Linked DNA regions of Mus musculus: region 2 is linked to region 1. The links are chromatin contacts, called in public HiChIP or PLAC-seq maps. All regions are on one chromosome and are shown on one strand. The core of a region is the stretch at or near the end of the contact, and the rest is flanking DNA. Distances in the headings are between cores, read along the strand shown.

Region 1 (5,261 bases), core at 889-3,388:
GGACACATTTGTTCGAGCATATTGATCTCTGACTATGAGCTGTCCCTGTGGTAGAGTCTGGACAGGGCCCCTCAGCAGGCATCATTCCTAGGCAGTTGTCAGGTGCCAGACAAGAAACCCAACCTTGCCGGGGCGTGGTGGTGCACGCCTTTAATCCCAGCACTCAGGAGGCAGAGGCAGGCGGATTTCTGAGTTTGAGGCCACCCTGGTCTACAAAGTGAGTTCCAGGACAGCCAAGACTATACAGAGAAACCCTATCTCAAAAAGGCCAAAAAAAAAAAAAAAAAAAAAAAAAAAAAAGAAGAAGAAGAAGAAGAAGAAGCCCAACCTTGATGTCCAGGGACCCGGTTGGGAGCAGTTCACTGATGGCTTCCAGGGATCTCCCTTTAGCCTGTATCTTCTCCAAGCTTGGCTTCTATAAGATTGGAATCACTGTGGACTAACTAGCTCATCTGGCTTTTGAATGGTACTAGGGGCTCCCCCTCCAAAAGACTGCATGTGAAGACCATGAAGTTGCCAGGGCACTCTACAGACTTGTCGGTCCTTGTTAGACTGTGGCCCTCCAAGCTCTTCCCATCTTCCTCGAACTGCACCCCTCCTCAAGGAGCACAGGCCCTTCCCCCAATGGGAGTACTCTTCCCTTCCAGGTCCCGTTGGAGTCCCAGGCCACCCTCCGGAGGTTTAAACCTCCATTCCCTGAGGACCAGCCCTCGCCACCCTACCATCTCATCTCTCATTGTTCTGCAGAATCCTGTTCCCCCAACACTAACTCCCACAGCAGCAGAGTCCCTTCCCCGCTTGGGCGGTCACCACTGTACTTCCGACTCTGGAAAGCCTCCCTTCGCTACTTTCTCCCTGCAGCTACCTGCTCAAGATAGGCTACTCCGTTTATGAAACCTGCCTCTCTCTCCTGGGCTGAGTCTCTCAGCTGTTTGGCAGGGACTTTGGGACACCTGCTCTGGTTATGTTTGCAGACACTGCCTGACCTCTCAAACAGAAAGTAACATTCCACCTTCAGAAAGAAGGTAGTGGGATCGTCTCCAAGCTGGGTCTGATGGGAGATGGGTGCCCGAGGTATTACTAAGACACAACTCAAACCTCATTTGTGAAAGAAATTTCTTGTTTACACAAAGGGGTGGGAGGGGCCCACCATCCTGGCCATGCTCTGAGAAAGAATCCGGTCCTTTGGCAACATGAAGGCAAGGACCCCACTGAACCAGGCTCTGGGACCCTGGAAGGAGCGCTTATTCCACCCGTCCCGGGACAAGCTTAAGAAAAAGCGCTTGCACAAGAAGTACGCTACACGCGTGGGCATTTAGGGATTTGAGGTCAGTTTCAGGGGCTCCTTCTTGTGGTCCCTGCCCGCGGCTTTGCTTAGTTTCAACGACCTCCCAATACGGTCCCCTAGTAGCCCCAAACACGAGAAAGAGAAATCGCATTCTGGTGGTCATGCGGGAATCTGGGACCTCCCCACAACCCAAAGTTTCCCCCCCATCTCCAGCGAACCCACCAAGTGCCCCCTTTACAATCTCACAACCTCCGGCTCACTCTACACCAGTGAAGACTAGGAATAAATCCACGATCTGGCCCCGCACCTGCGGGGTTCTCCAATTTGGAGGGGGCGTGGATGGTGCCAAGGTCAGGACTCTGCGTGCGGCCACGCGGGAGAGGCTGCAAGCGGTCCGACCACGCGGTGCAGCCGGCTTCCCAGGAGCCCCACCAGGCTTGGGGCGGAGGGGAATGACCAGGGGTCCCGGCAGAGCCGCGGCTGTCCACTCACCATTATGGGAGTGAGATGCAGGCGACAGTAGCAGCAGCAGCAGCGCGGAGAGCGCCGTAGTGGGAGGCATGGTTGTGCTCGCCCGGGGACTCCGAGCAGGTGGCTGCGGCGCTGGCGCAGGGTCGCGCGTCCGGACAGCGGGAGCGTCGGCGCCGCTCCGGGAGGCCTGGCGACGGCCGCGAACTCCGGAGTCGCGATCCGGCCGCTCCTCCTGCCTACCGCAGAGCTGGGCTGGGACACGGAGCCAGCAGCGACGAGCGAAGGTGTCTGCGGCCCGGGCGGTGTCTGCGCCGCTGCGGCCCCGCGCACGTTGCTGCGAAGACTCCCGCCCCGTCCCGTCCGCGCTGGCCTCCGCCCCCTCCCCCAGGAGCTCGCCCACAGCGGCGGCGGGGTCGGGCGGGGCGGCGGCTGGGCGGGCGCTGGGCTGCGAACAATAAGCAGAGGAGGAAACTCCGCCCTGGAGCGCGGCGGGCGGGGGAGCAGGGGCTGGCGGTCCCGGGCAGTGCGTGTGTGAGTGAGTGTGTGTGTGTGTGTGTGTGTGTGTGTGTGTGTGTGTGTGTGTGTGTGCCTGTGAATCTGTGCTCACGCTGTGTATACTTGCCTGCGCGCGCGCCAGGGACCCTGTCAGACAATCAATCCATGCCGCGGATGTCCTACACATTGCTTTTGCAGGGGATCAGCCCGGATCCTCCATAATGCTACCGCCCTTACAACGCAGGCACAGGCCCCCCCAGTCTGGAAGTTCCGATAAGAACCGACCCTTCCAGGCCCCCAGACCTCAGCGCCTTCCTGCGGCAGAACAAGGGAAGCAGGTCCCCTGCCCAGCAGGTGCCTGGATCTCGTGCAGTCCCCAAGTCTGTCCTCCGGGATGAGCCCCGTACCATCTGGACGGGTTTTTGTTTTTGTTTTTGTTTTTGTTTTTGTTTTTAACCTCTCCCACCGATGTACAAATGGATGCGACTCTTTTAAGGCAAAAATTTCAGCGCTTAATTCGTGCGCGTCTGTGTTCTAAGTGCTTTGCACGTATTAATTCGCTTGCTCTTCACGGCAGTCACATTTTTAAGCCTCGTTTTGCAGACAGAAAAATAGAGTTAAAAAAATAGTTTAAAAAGTTGTTTAAGATCCCTTAGGTGGTAAATAGCAGCCTTACTTCTGAGATTAATCTGGAAAAATACTTTGCACAGAGCCCGTAATACTGTAATTGAGCCATAAGAAATAATATTGCTGAATAAAAAGCAGCAATGGAGATTTAAGGGCCTCGGCGTCAAATCCAACCTGGGCTCAAAACCTAGTTGGGCTAACTCACTCTGAGTGCTTTGATTCTTTACATACGAAGAACAAGGCTAACAACACTTCCAACAGCTGCTGAGACACTTGCTTGGGAGACGCACTTAGCGTAGGGCCAGAACCTTGAACAGCCTTAATGAAAGAAGCAGCTTTCGCTCGTGAGAAACCCATAGACCTGAGGTGGGAGATCGGAATTGGAGAATCTCATAAATGGAGAATCTCATAAACCCGAGTTTACTCTGTGAAAGGACAAAGAAGCTCGCATCCTATTCGTTTGGGGAGGCGGGGAGGCTTTGCGGGCTGCAGACTCAGTGGAGTCCCCTGCAGAGGTGGCACTCTCATCTCGGGATACAAAGCTGAAGGGGGAGGGGAGGCTGACACGGAAAGGATATGGTGAAAATTTGTCACACATGACTCCTGGGTTGCTAATCCGGAGTCTTTCTGTCAGATGAGCCTAAGTGGAGAGATTGTTCCCGGATCCCAAGGACCGTGGACCTTATGAATCTCTCAAGTGGGCTATGCGCAGGCTCATCGTGAAACCGCTTAGGAAGAGTAGGGTTGGGGCGTCCTTGCAGCGGGCCTCAAGTTTGAGAAGAGCTTCCAGGCTGTCTTTACTAGGAAGTTTCTGCATGATCGTTCTGGCATGGTATTCCACGCCGCGTATGGGAAAGACAGAGGGTGTTCCCTGTGAATACGCCGGTGTGTGTGTTTATGTGTGTCTGATGGTCTTTTTTTTTTTTTTTTTTTTTTTTTTTAGCACTGTTCTCCTCGACAGTAGTGCCAACAAAAGGCTTGCTTCTCAAACCAAGCAACACTTTTTCAAAACTGAGGTTGAAATTTTTGTTTTGTATGCTCTCCGATGAATTGTATGCTCTCCGATGAATCATGCCTTTCACTCAGCGAATCTATACAAACTCAAAAACAATCAATACTAAATTCGTGGATAAAGTCTGGGACATTTTACATTCACATGATTTCAGATTGGCCCCACTATTAGATCACACATAGTTAAAAATGACAGCAAATATCTAGACTTAGGAAGTGGGGTACTTTTTGCAGTAAAAACTGCAAAGTCAGAATTGTGGTTCCCAATCTCCAGTACTGACAGGACCCCCCAATTTACTTCCAGAATGAGGCCAACAGAAAGTGCTCTTCTCAGCTGGACTGAAGCCCTGGTTCATCTGCACAGTGAGCTTGCTGGCCTGGAACACAAGATTGTAGCTGCAATGCAGTGCCCTTTACTGATGCTAGTCCACCATACTTCTGGAATTCAGTACACATTCTCTCTCTCTCTCTCTCTCTCTCTCTCTCTCTCTCTCTCTGTGTGTGTGTGTGTGTGTGTGTGTGTGTGTGTGGTGTGTGTGTGTGTGTGTGTGTGTGACCAAACCCAAGGCCATGTGCATGCTAAGCAAGCAATCTATCATTGAACTATACTCCAGACCATCCATCCCCTTAGTAGATTTTATTTATTAAGTACACTGTATCTGTCTTCAGACACACCAGAAGAGGGCATCAGATCCCATTACAGATGGTTGTGAGCCACCATGTGGTTGCTGGGAATTGAACTCAGGACCTCTGGAAGAGCAGTCAGTGCTCTTAACCGCTAAGCCATCTCTCCAGACCAGATTTACACACTCTTCCATGTCTACTTTTCACTTCCTCAGAGTAGGCCAGAACAGCACAACAGCACAACAATATATGTAATATATATGTGTGTGTATATATATATGTATATAGGTATATATATATATATATATATATATATATATATATGTATGTATGTATGTATATGTATATGTATATGTATATGTATATGTATATGTATATGTATATGTATATGTATATATATTTGCTAATCTACTGATGCAGACATGTATGCCAGCTTGGAACCATAACACAGGGACCTATGGCATGAGGTTTAAAATTGTATTCTTGTTGTCCCTGTCAGTCCCTCACTGTTAGGAGCAACTTGACAATGCAGCTGACCACATCCCTAAATGCTGACCTGGTAAGTCCTCCTGATCTTCATCCTGAAGCACTTTGATCCTTATTCGCCATGTCTATTGAGGTAGAACAGACCCTGTCCCATTACACCTCCTACTAAGATGTAATATGCTCACTTACCCCTTCAGTGCCGTTGTACCTGCAAACAGGACCAGGGATGCCTGTCTAAAGGACCACGTAAAAGTTACAT
Region 2 (5,261 bases), core at 1,561-4,060, 950 kb after region 1:
GTAGGGGCAGCTTCCAAAGCTTAATTATTCTACTTCTGTACCTATGGAGCAATGGAAGCCACAAACCAAGGCAACCAAAGAAAGCAAAGGTTTCTTTTTATACTAATGTTGAAACCTCGGTATCTTTGGGTACCAAACTGTGGCCCAATGTCATCGGGCATCCGAGGAGTCTTTTGATAGTCATGATAACAAGCTAGTCTTCTAATAGGGTAGCATGACTACTAATTTCTAATATATTCCCAAGAGAGGGGCAGTAACCCTGACATGCTTTCTGCAAGCCAGGCCATAGCCAACATCAAGTGTTTGCCATGTCCCCTCCAAAGGGTTGCTGAGCAGCACCACCAGAGAGCAGCTCAGTCAGGAACCTGGGGGCTGGACCCATGACCTTCTCCTCATTAGCCCAGCTGCTGAGGACCCCAAGTTCCTCCCTCTAATAAGTAGCCAGGGAATGGCACAATGGAGGTCTGCACAGGCCACAGCTATGAACCAGCTTGGCAAGAGAGTCAGATCTCTGCAGGTGGCAACTAGGCTGGGAGCAAATCTAGTGGCCTCTCCCCCCCCCCCCAACGACCGGACCCCTGGGGACTCCCAGAGAAGTTTCTCAGCCTTGTGGGCAGTACCAGCCAAACTCCACCAGGAAGCTTCCATCCCCTTCTAGACCTTAGCTTTACCCGCCCCTAGCAGCTGCCTGTCAGGGGCAGATAAATCCCATACAAAACCACCCATCCATCCCAGCTCTTGCTCCCCCTCCCAGAGTTTAAGGCAGGCAGCCACAGCCACCATTCGAACTATAATTGAGGTGAGGATTGCCACGATGATTAAGTTTGTGTGTTTCCTGGCGGGTACAGGGAAGCAGTGGCCCTGCTCACCAGGCTGAATTATGGGGTAGGTCATTCCCTTGTTAGTGGGGATAAATTTTATTAGCTCCACTCATGTTGCCGTGTATCTTCCTCTCTTGCTCCTCCGGCCTGTGTGTCTGGGTAATGTCGCCTGCATGCAGGATAAATCAGGAGAACAGATCCCATTATATTTTGGAACACTGACAGAGACATAGTAATGACACGGAGAACGATACTGGTTTTCTTTGCTCTCAGGGATGCCGATGTGTGTCTGTGGACAGCATAGGGGGCCAGACTCACTAGGGAGAAGGACCTAAATGGACAGATAGAATGAGGAAAGTGCCCTTGGTTGTCTCTTCCTTCTCTAACTTTGTTAACGAAATGAGAGCAGTTGCCAGTGTGTGGATGTGTGATCATTCCCTTCAGCCTTACAAAATTAAAGGACACTGGAGAGGCAAAGCAAAGAGTGTAGCTTAAAAGATGTCTTTTCCTGGCACAGTGTCTGAGCCCCCATCACGTGTGCATAGAGAAAGGAAGACAGGCCAGCAAACAAGCACATCCTAGGGACTAAGACACCGAATGCAACCTCAGTTATATACAGTCCAAACCTCTCCAAAGAAGATAATGATGGTGTAAATCCATCAATAAACCACGGGGACAGTATAACCAGAAGTGGGGGTGCAGGGTGGGGTTGGGATCATTTGCATTCATCAAGGGGTTCTAAGGGCCTTCCCTTACTTTCTAATAACATCGGTGTGTTTCTTTTTTGCTTTTTATGGAATATATACTGTCTCACCAACTCCTTCCTTAGCATAAAATTAGAGCAGAAGGGGAACTGTTTACTGGCCTTTTGATAGTTCATGAGCAGGTGCTGGCTGAGGCCCAAAGGTCAGGACTCCCTGGCCAGCATCCTTGCCAAGATACCACCCTGTGTAGATGAAATGAATTAAAGGGAACTCTACATCTGGGGTGATTGGTGAGGTACATTCATGTGTTGATGGATAAGATGTCCAACATCCCATTTCAGTCTGTGCTATGCCCACTGAATGAGTCTCATGTGTACAAATACACATACACACTTGTATACGTATGAGAGAGAAATATCACCGTGTTCATGGCTGAGGGTCCTGTGTGAGCAGGAGAGGAAAGAAGCCACAAAGATAAAACAGAGGTGATGAAACATGAAGATAGTGGTTTAGAGCAAGACAAGGAGAAGCAACAAGAGGGGAGATGGACACACGGAAGTTGTGTGCACATGCGGGCATATTTACCAGTGTGCATGACATTGTGCCGAACCTGCAAAGTAATGTCTCAGCAGGGTGAGGATCCATGTCCTTAAGTCATAGCTCAGAAACTTATAGACTGAGTCTCTTGAATGTGTCTGTTTTAAAATTTGTGTGATTCTTGGGTCCCCCCCCCCCAATACACACACACACACTGACCTGCTGGCCTCCCAAGTGGCATCTTGGGAGAACACCATACGCCAACCTTGGACTTCCTCCCACCAGATCTAGCTCATCCCCCAGGACTTGGCCATCATCACATGACCTCAAAAGATCCAGATGGGACTTCTACTGCAATTCCTCCTGACCAAGAATGCCTTTAGACCTGGATGCCTAGTACTGGAGCTACATTGTGGGGAGACATGGGGGTGGGCAGGGAGGGAACTTCTGTCTTGGGGTTGCCTTACCACTGGCATTTGAAGTTTAAATAAGGAAATTGTGTACTCAAAGGGCTTACAAGGAGTGAGGGCTTGCAATGTGTACCTATTTCACGAACTTGTTTAGTGGTTTGTAGTGTTGACAAGATTGGTTGGAATGAGAAGGGGGGCAGGGTGTGGAAGAGGAGGAGTTCCTGGACCAAGGGAGTGTGAGTGCCAAGCAAAGAGAGGAACCCTTGCCTCTCACCATAACAGGAAACAAACCCATGTAGTCAGAGTCCAGCTTCCTGCTGACAGAGAAACGAAAACAGCACAAGCAGACCGGCTGAGGCTGGCCTGGGACAGCTGCCTGGCTATTCCGGATGCTCGTTTTCACGGGGTTCAGGATCTCAGGCGCCAGGCAAACCTGAGTGACCAGCTATGCTGGGACACAAGGCCAGCATGAGTGCAAGGGGATAACCCTGCCTACTTCCTAGGACTACCTGCTGTGTCTGGGAATCAGTTGAATCACACAGCATGTAGGGATGGAGTCCTCCTTCATATCAACGGTGTATGCTGTTGGGCAGAAAGTGAAAATGAAGCTTGTTCTTGTACCTCTGGGACCCCCATGGAACTGGTAAGGCCAGTGGGTAAACCTTCAAGTCATATGGGAGCTTGGCCCAGCCATAGTTCTTCCAGAAAGGCCTCTGGAATCTTGGGAGAAGTTTGCAGACTGCATTAACTTGGAGAGTCCCATTTGTACCCAATACTCAGTGTCTAGGACCACACATTCCTAGATGGTCCTTGCACAGGAACCTTGCCAACCCAGACAAGTTCTACTGGCCTTGCACTGAGACATGCTATGGGAGAAGTAGTGGGCTTGAGATTCAGACACACAGTATGCTCTAGACTGTAGAACATACTTAGCATTAATTACATAATACTAACCTCAGTGCTTGACTCTCTGTCCCTCTATGCCCTTGGGGATTGGAGCCTGACTATTCTGTTGCTCTGTAGGACTCTGGGAACAATGAAAGAGGGGCATGAAGCACATTGCACACTGGCAGGGCAGGGCTATGCAAAGCTGTGGTGGTCCTCACCGTCTACCCCCAGTATGAGGGCCTGATAGGTGACTGGTGATGATTCAAAGTAAGAGTCCCTGCCCCATGGACCCACTTGTTTGTTGTTTGTTTGGTTTGGGTTGGGTTGGGTTGGGTTGGGTTTGGGTTTTTTGGTTTTGGGTTTTTTTTTTTCCTAGCAGAAGGTCACTCTGAGGTCAAAACTCACAGAGAAGAGGAAGTGGTCTGTATCCACTCTGTGTCTGCTTCCCACTATCAGCCCTAGACTGGTCCTGCCGGGTGCTTCTCAGCTGGTTTCAAACTCAGACTTCAGGAAATGGAGTGATAGACACTCCCTTGACTACAACCTTTGTCCCATCTACAGGGTGTAGTGATCCACTTCCCTTTCACATTCCTGGAGACTGAGGTCTTTCCTTGATCTTGGCCAGTCTGTTGCCTAGTTGCCTAAAACATTCCCAGGATTTAAGATGTTTTCTCTACTCCTTGACTTACTTGGAGCCAGAGGCTAGGGCTCTATAAGGGAACTCAGCAAACTAAAGAGGGAGAAGAATGTAGGGAGCCACGTCTAGGACAACCCCTAGACTCATGAAGGACACAGACCCTTAGCTCGCAACAATGTCCTCCCCAAAGTGGGCTGTCTATTTCATATTAGAACTGTCAAGTTTCTGTGGGAAAGGCTGGCCATCACAGAGTCCTAGCATAAGACAGAAAAGGTAGATTCTCGGTCCCATAGCCTTAGAGGTGTGTGCTCTATAAGCAGAGATTTGCAGAGACCCTTTGAAGTAGGCTACAAAGGGGGCCAGAGCCAGGATCAGTGGTGAGAAGCTACAGAAATACAAATTAAATCAAATTGGTTAACCCTCCTAGATGCCTTCCTAACAAATTGGCCTCAGGTTAGACTCCTTGAGTCCCAGCACAACCTAAGACCCCAGCCATATCTTTCTAGCTCTCTTATGCCTAGGCTCTCAATGAGATCTTCTGAGCATTGTATAGGTTCTACTGCCTTCATTATTAGGTCCTTTTTCCATTTGGATTAGAGATGAACAGGACACAGGAAAAGAAAGGCTCAGAAAGCAAAGTTGGAGGATGCTTCCATCCCCAAACACCTAAAGATGCCTCACCAGCTCCCACAGTGTCTATATCCAACACAGCCCAGGCACTGACACTTGCAAATGTTTCTATACTCATAGCCACTCAGTCATAGGAGACCACTCCTGGCCGTTCCCAGCCTCTCTTCTGACATGAATACAGCCAGTCTTCCTCGCCCATGGAGAAGCAGAAGCACCATTGAGTTCTCTGATAGTTGCAATCAGAAGGCTCTGGATTCATGAGTTAGGCAAGTGACCCAGGGTCAGACCACTCTCAGCTCTGAGTTCAGGAGAAGAAATATAGGTGTCAGGAAATGGAAAAGGCCATATAAGCTCAATAAATATCTTCTGATAGGCATTCTAATTTTCATAATCAGAATAAAGTGTATAATCAAAACAAATCTCTGGTCATATCCCCTTTGTAAACTCTCCAAGTTATAACTACAATAAAACCCACAGGTATTCCCACCCTCCAAACACAAACCCTTAAAGTCAACCTCTTAAGTTGTAGCCTCCTTTGGTTATCTCCAGCAACAGCAACTGCAATGATAAGTTTTATGTCAGCTTGACACAGCTAGATTGAAGAATTCTCAATAGAGTAAAGCCTCCATAAGAT

The links. HiChIP or PLAC-seq counts read pairs in DNA pulled down with a chosen protein or histone mark.
Region 2: a FOXA1 HiChIP or PLAC-seq map of pancreatic cancer cells shows a contact between it and region 1. The contact joins the promoter of Plxna4os1 here to the promoter of Podxl in region 1. A contact is called at or near these places in 3 of 39 promoter capture datasets (hippocampal neurons, liver and stem cell-derived epiblast-like cells) and 2 of 115 datasets of contacts at active chromatin or transcription factors (embryonic forebrain and pancreatic cancer cells).

Annotation. Positions count from the first base shown.
Region 1 is chr6:31,561,799-31,567,059 of GRCm38.p6, forward strand. It overlaps Podxl (podocalyxin-like), which reads right to left and starts at 2,139. Exons shown (of 8, transcript NM_013723.3): 1 at 1,781-2,139. The coding sequence starts at 1,850.
Region 2 is chr6:32,508,331-32,513,591 of GRCm38.p6, forward strand. It overlaps Plxna4os1 (plexin A4, opposite strand 1), which reads left to right and starts at 2,811. Exons shown (of 2, transcript NR_040277.1): 1 at 2,811-3,115. The region is part of intron 2 of Plxna4 (plexin A4); the gene reads right to left.